2 separate regions of the Mus musculus genome follow, and region 1 is linked to region 2. The links are chromatin contacts, called in public Micro-C maps. All regions are on one chromosome and are shown on one strand. The core of a region is the stretch at or near the end of the contact, and the rest is flanking DNA. Distances in the headings are between cores, read along the strand shown. Region 1 overlaps F630040K05Rik (RIKEN cDNA F630040K05 gene). Region 2 holds the start of F630040K05Rik (RIKEN cDNA F630040K05 gene).

Region 1 (3,060 bases), core at 289-2,788, 36 kb before region 2:
GTACGTGGGCCTCTGAGATGGTTCCCCAAGTAAAAATACTTGCTGGCCAAGTCTGATGACCTGGGTTTGAAGACCAACTTGAAAAAATTTACTACTATCTGAACAGTGGTAGCACAGGTCTTTAATTTCCAGAACTCAGGAGACAGAGGCAGGCAGATTTCTGAGTTCAAGGCCAGGCCAGCCTGGTCTACAGAGTGAGTTCCAAGACAGCCAGGGCTACACAGAGAAACCCTGTCTCAAAACAAAAACAAAACCCTTTAACATCCTCAAGGGTGCTGAGGCAGACACATGCCTCCTCCTCCTCCTCCTCCTCCTCCTCCTCCTCCTCCTCCTCCTCCTCCTCCCCCCCTCCTCCTCCTCCTCTTCCTCCTCCTTCCTCTCTCTCTCTCTCTCTCTCTCTCTCTCTCTCTCTCTCTCTCTGTCTCTCCCATACATACACAGGCTAATAATAAAATGAATATTACTTTTAAAAGAGGAGAAACTGAACGAGTCAGGAACAGAGAGAAACAGGACTAAGCTCATGAGTCAGGAACAGAGAGAAACAGGACTACGCTCATGAGCTCAGGGCTGGCAGGGCTGATCTCTGGGTGGCGTGCATGAGTGGGTATACCCACAGAGGCCGCATGGCCTTTGTCACCCCCCACTATTCTCCTGAGACTGTCTCTCAATGAAGCTGGACCCCTCCTCTTCAAGTAGGCTGGGCAGCCAGCAAGCCCCAGAGATCCTCCAGTCTCCCCCAATATTAATCCCTGCTGCCTCTGGGCTTTCTGCAGCAGATCAGAGTACTGGATCTGAATTCAGACTCCGTGCTTGAGCAACAAGTACTCCTGCCCACAGCCCCACCTCCTCCTTTTAAAAGCTGCCATACTGTCTTTTCTTTGGCAAAGCAAGACTTCTCTGGGCTCCAGTGCCTAGTGTTCTGTCACAGCCTCTCGCTAGGCTCGCCGTGGAAACGGAGCTGCAGCTGAGGACAGCTGGATCCTGTCCCCTCTGACCCTAGAGAGAAGAAGACAAGGCTTTGGGCACAGAGCCCCTTGCCAGGCCACCTACAACCCCACAGTCTGCCTTCTTGTCCCAGTACTGCTACGGGTCATTGGAAGACCTTGTTCAGGAATGAGAGGGGAGCCAGAGTCCTAGAAGAAACAAAGAAGAGGGAAAGATCAACGGAGACCATGAAGGAAGGGCAAAGCGAGCCAAGAAAAAAAAAAAATGAACAAAAAGAGAAGGAAGGGGCTCCACTGTGGCCGTCTCCACAAAAGACATGCAAAAATGTGGCAGGAGACCCAGCTTAGATAACAGAGAAAGTCTGATGACAGCAAGGGCCCCGGGACCACAAGGAGGGAGGAGCACAAGGAGGGAGGAGCACGGGGATCAGGGAGCGTGCTAGATGAAGCCCCAGGTGTGAGTCAGGGTTCCACAGAAATGTCTGCATCTCCCTCTGCCTCTTGACACTCAACCATCCCCTGAGTGTTCCCCCCTCTATCCCTGAAGCTGGAGAAATGAAACCTTCAACTGTCCTAGAAGTTTCCCTGTGAGTCAGCACTGCTGGAACCATCTTTCTGCCTGGCCCAGGGCCTGCCCCCCAGAGTGTTGTGCTTCCTGGCGCTTCCTGGCGCTTCCTGGCGCTTCCTGGCTTTGCCTGTGTCCTTTCCTCAACCTAGAACTCTCTTCCCAGACCCAGCTTCCTCTCCACTGCTGTGATGGAAGCCTGAAGCTGACCGCTTTTCCCAGAGCAGGCACCTCCTGTGTGGATGGGAATGAATGAAGAATTCAGGGGATCTATGAGAGCCAAAGACAGCATGTTGGGGGCCTCATCTCCAGCTCAGGGAGCCCCCCCAAAAAAACAAGGGTGAATATGGGAACTACAGTGAGTACTCCTTGAGCCCCATCATGCAATAAATATGTATATTGGTCAAGGCTTTTAAGCTGATTGAATGGATATATATTAGGATCTATTAGATTGACTTTCCAGGCTGGGAGTCCCACATAGGCTGTTGGCATGCTAAAGAGGCTGAGACTCCTGAGGCTACTCAGTGCACCGGGCTAGGGGCCTCAGCAGTCTGCAGTCTGATGCTGAGGGACTGGAGGGTTCCTGGGAGCCACCAATCCATTGGAAGATGAAGCTGGGTTCCAAACGCAGGGAAAGATGTGGTGGTGGATGTGGCAGAGTAGATGTGTGCACCCACAGGGAGCAACCTCAACTGTGCTTATCTCTCAGACTCCTTTAGAGTGGAGCAGCCACTGCCTGAAAGGACCACCTACTCTAGGGAGCTCCTCTCCTTCAGCGAATCCTTCCAGGAAATGCCTTGGAACACCCACCCAGAGCCACCTCCCATCCGTCTTGGAACCTAGGTCCAATCAAGTTGAAAAAATCACTGCCCGTCTGTACCAGTTTGCAGGAGCTGCTCACCAATGCTTCGGGGAAAGATGGAGGAGGGTGGAGAGGAAGAGGGAATGGAAGAAGGAGGGAGGGGAAAGAGGGAAGAGGGTGAAAGGAGGAGGTGGGAGAGAGGAAGAAGACAAGAGGAAGAGAAGGAAGAAAGGAAAAGGGAGTGAACAGGGGGAGGGAGAAACAAGAGGGAGTTGAGCAAAAGAGAGAGAAAGGAGGGGGAGACAAGGGGAAGACAAGATTGGAGGGAGGGACCTATTGGGTCTTCTTCATCTCTGCCCCATTGCCAGGCTTAGGAGGACACAGAGTAGATGTGACATGCTAGGGAAGAAAGTTGAAATGGACTTCTTGACATCAAACCAGGCCTCCTGGGACTAGAAAGATGGCTCAGCAGTTAAGAGTGCTAACTTCTCAGACCTGAGTTCAAGTCCCAGCAAGCACATGGTGGCTCACAACCATCTGTAATGGGATCCAATGCCCTCTTCTGGTGTGTCTGAAGATAGTGACAGTGTACTCACATACATAAAATAAATAAATCTTTAAAAAAAACATGAAGAAGAGGAGGAGGAAGGAGGGGGAGGAGGGAGGAGGAAGAAGGAGGGGTAGAGGGAGGAAGGAGAAGGAGGAGGAGGAGGAGGAGGAGGAGGAGGAGAAGGAGAAGGAGAAGGAGA
Region 2 (2,912 bases), core at 71-2,570:
ATCCTGTTGTCTAACTTCGAACCCTCTGACAGGTTAAGTCTAAATCATCAAAAAGAAAGGCAAACTTCCTGGGGGGCAGCTGGGGGGGTGGGGAGGACAGGCCAGGGAGACCGGACTTACTAGCCCTACACAAGGAAGGATTCTCTACCCACCTCCCTGGTGGCCTCAGTCCTTGGGCAGCGCCCTCTGCTGGCCAGAAAGAAATGCAGGAAAGAACAGAGTCCTACAGATCTTTGGGAAGGTCTGAGAAGGGGGACAAGGGACAGAGAAACAAGTAAAAACGTTAAGCTGCCCTGTCACTGACCTGAGCATACATAAAGAAGCAACCCTAGATGTGAGGAAGTTGTGACCCGCTTTATATGGACCTAGGGGTTAAGCAAGCTGGCAAACAGACTTTTAACACCCCAGAAGTGGCACTTCCTGCCCTGAATAGCTCAGTTGCCCTCTGCCCCTGAAACTCTTATTCCTGCCAGAAAGCCTTTCCTGCCACCTCCTACCAGGGCAACGTGCTAGAAGGTGCAGCTATAGCCAGAACCCTAGAACCTAAGAGCTGAGAGAGAGAGGGCACCTCAAGCCAGAAACATACACACAGAGATCCAAGCCCAGATCCCTGCTACAGCAGAACTCAAGATAGAATTAGGCCCTGGCCCTGAGTCACATCTTGGCATGAGCTTGCCTGACCAAGACAGGCCAGCTTGTCCAGAGGTGAGACTTAGGTCACAACCCATCGCCCTACCTCTGATGCCAGGTATCCTTCCCCTCACGTCCCACACGTGGGGTCAGGGTGGGGCCTGGGATGGACTGGGCTGGGCTAGTGCTGAGACCAGTGAAGGGTGGAGCACTTGGAAGGCAGAGGAGGGACATCCTGGGTGAGGGAGGCTACGAGTGTCCCCAAGGACTGGTGGCTTCTGGATTATCCTCTGGTGGTTGCTTCTCTAGCCCTGGGCATCTGCACAGGACCTTCACCCGGCTGACTTACCTCCAAAGACGGCAGCTCCTGACCTTCCCGGGCCCATTAGGGCCTGAAGCAGGGCCACACTTCCATGCTGCAGCCAGAGGGCCAGGCTTGTCTGCAGCCCTCCCCGTCAAGCACATGACCCAGTGGGCTTCCTTTGTGGCCCCCTGCATTACTTAACTGATTCACTGATCCCCCTAAGTGGCCAGGTCCCTTTCAGACCCAGGCAGCCTAGGGAGACTCCTAGGGGCAGTGTTGAAGCCCAGGAGGTACAGAGATCTACCGGCTTTAATTGGAAGTAATTAGTTAATCTACTCTGAAAGCAGTGGGGGAGGGGAGGAAGCTTTGGGGAAAGAAGACTCTACACTGTCAATCTGGTGAGTCTTGGGGGACCATAACTCTCCCCTGCACACGCACTCACTTAGAAGGCCTTTCTTTTCAACCCCAAGGCAAACCCAGGCCCGGAACAGACAGGGGGCAGCTTTGTATACAACAAAGCAGGTGCCCTGGGTTTGGTGGGAATCACCTTTGAGAGCAAGCCAGGAGAAAACCAAAGAAGGGAGCTAGAGAGATGCAGGAACTCTAGGGTGAGAACTGGTTCCTCTCTGTCACCTCTGTTTGCACCCTGCCCAAGGTCACGCACGTACAGCCCTACAAGTTAGGAGCCAGTGCGCTCCCAGCCCAAAGGCTAGCTTCGCTATTTCGGCAGCGAGAAGCCATTCCCATAACGGGGAAAGGGGCGCCGGAGGACAGAGCCCTAACCAGGCCCCAGGGGGTGTGTCCTCGGCCACAACGCGACGCGGGCAGGCAGCGTGGCGGGGACTCTGGCCGACAGCCTCCCGCGCGGTCCGGAGCAGCTGACCCGCTGGCGATCGGCCAAGTTGCGGCGGGCCGGGAGGCAGCAACGTGCGGCGCGGCATGTCGCGGGCCCGGAGACAGGGAGCTGTGGGGGCGGACCGGCGCGCCGCCTCCCCCCTCCGGGCCCCGGCCCATTCATAAAACCCAAAGGCATTGCCCAGGCCTGGCAGGCTTGGACTCCTAATTGCAAACTCATTAAGGAGTTTGCATCTCATTTACATGGAAATCATTTCCTGGGCCCTCAACAGAGAACTGTCCTCTCTATCCATCAGGCATACTGTGCCCAGTTCGACCCATCTACAGAGTGGGACAGAAGGGGGCCTGTCTTTCGGCCAGTGCCCCCCTCCCCAGTCTACCCACTGGGAGTCCCGGAAAGGGGGGCGGTTGGCAGAGCACCCACCAGCAAGGAACCCTGCCTGCGCCCCAGGTGAGCTGGCTCTAACCCCAGTGGGTCCAAGTGAGGGAGGTGCCCGCCAAGTCATTTGCCCCCCGGCCTGGCCGTGCCCAGGGAAGGGAGGAGGCGGTAGGCATTGGTCCGAAGCAGCTGGTTGTACCTGGCAAGAGTAGACCTGGTGGGTGAGGCAGTTCGTGCCCAGCCTCACGTACCTCCCTGCTACAGGCCGTGCCCCCACCCCCACACCCCTTACCCCACAGAACAAGCGCTCAGTGACTCCAGACACAGACACCCAGTCACAGCGCACAAAGGCACCCACAACTGGGCCAGCCGTCATAGCCACCATCCTGGCAGCCACTCTCGATGGCACACAGATCCTTCACAAGCCATTTGTCCAGGGTTGGGGGAGAGAGTCCTGTCTCGCGGAAGTGAGCCCAAAGAGGGTGTGCTCCCTTATGAACAGCACATGTGACCTCCCACCCCCTCTTTCCTACAGGTCCTTTTGGAAGTCCTCAAGTGCTGGCTCTGCAGAAGGACTTGCCCTGGCCAGACAGTGGGAATTCAGTGACCTGGTCATACTCAGGAGGAAATTGAAACCTGTGAGGATAGCTTGCTCTCCCAGACTGTATTAGAGCTGGTTTCTGTCCTGGTCCTTCATGTATGTAGTTAAGAGAGGGCTTCCAGCGTGTTCCATGTGAGGAGCTG

The links. A called contact is a pair of places that touch in the nucleus more often than the background predicts.
Region 1: a contact with region 2 is called in a Micro-C map of stem cell-derived neural progenitor cells, with 4 times the contacts expected there. The contact joins the enhancer-like site here to the promoter of F630040K05Rik in region 2. A contact is called at or near these places in 5 of 15 datasets of contacts at CTCF or cohesin (the G1E-ER4 cell line, the NIH/3T3 cell line, embryonic stem cells and 2 more), 34 of 484 Hi-C or Micro-C datasets (the AML12 cell line, B cells, the G1E-ER4 cell line and 14 more), 14 of 115 datasets of contacts at active chromatin or transcription factors (the HPC-7 cell line, astrocytes, embryonic fibroblasts and 5 more) and 4 of 9 other capture datasets (adipose tissue, embryonic stem cells, liver and 1 more).

The regions. Positions count from the first base shown.
Region 1 is chr17:45,768,514-45,771,573 of GRCm38.p6, reverse strand. All of the region lies in intron 2 of F630040K05Rik (RIKEN cDNA F630040K05 gene), which reads right to left. Among named protein-coding and RNA genes, the nearest start is that of Gm46607, 19 kb to the left of the region's middle. Within about 2 kb of position 1,538, at least 37 of the 459 cell types and tissues checked have an H3K27ac peak or open chromatin away from gene starts, as enhancers often do. A contact at or near this core is called in the G1E-ER4 cell line, the NIH/3T3 cell line, astrocytes and 3 more, where this site is marked.
Region 2 is chr17:45,732,914-45,735,825 of GRCm38.p6, reverse strand. It overlaps F630040K05Rik (RIKEN cDNA F630040K05 gene), which reads right to left and starts at 1,320. Exons shown (of 5, transcript NR_152153.1): 1 at 980-1,320. It overlaps 1600014C23Rik (RIKEN cDNA 1600014C23 gene), which reads left to right and starts at 1,982. Exons shown (of 2, transcript NM_028164.1): 1 at 1,982-2,240; 2 at 2,704-2,912. The coding sequence starts at 2,033. The coding sequence ends at 2,801.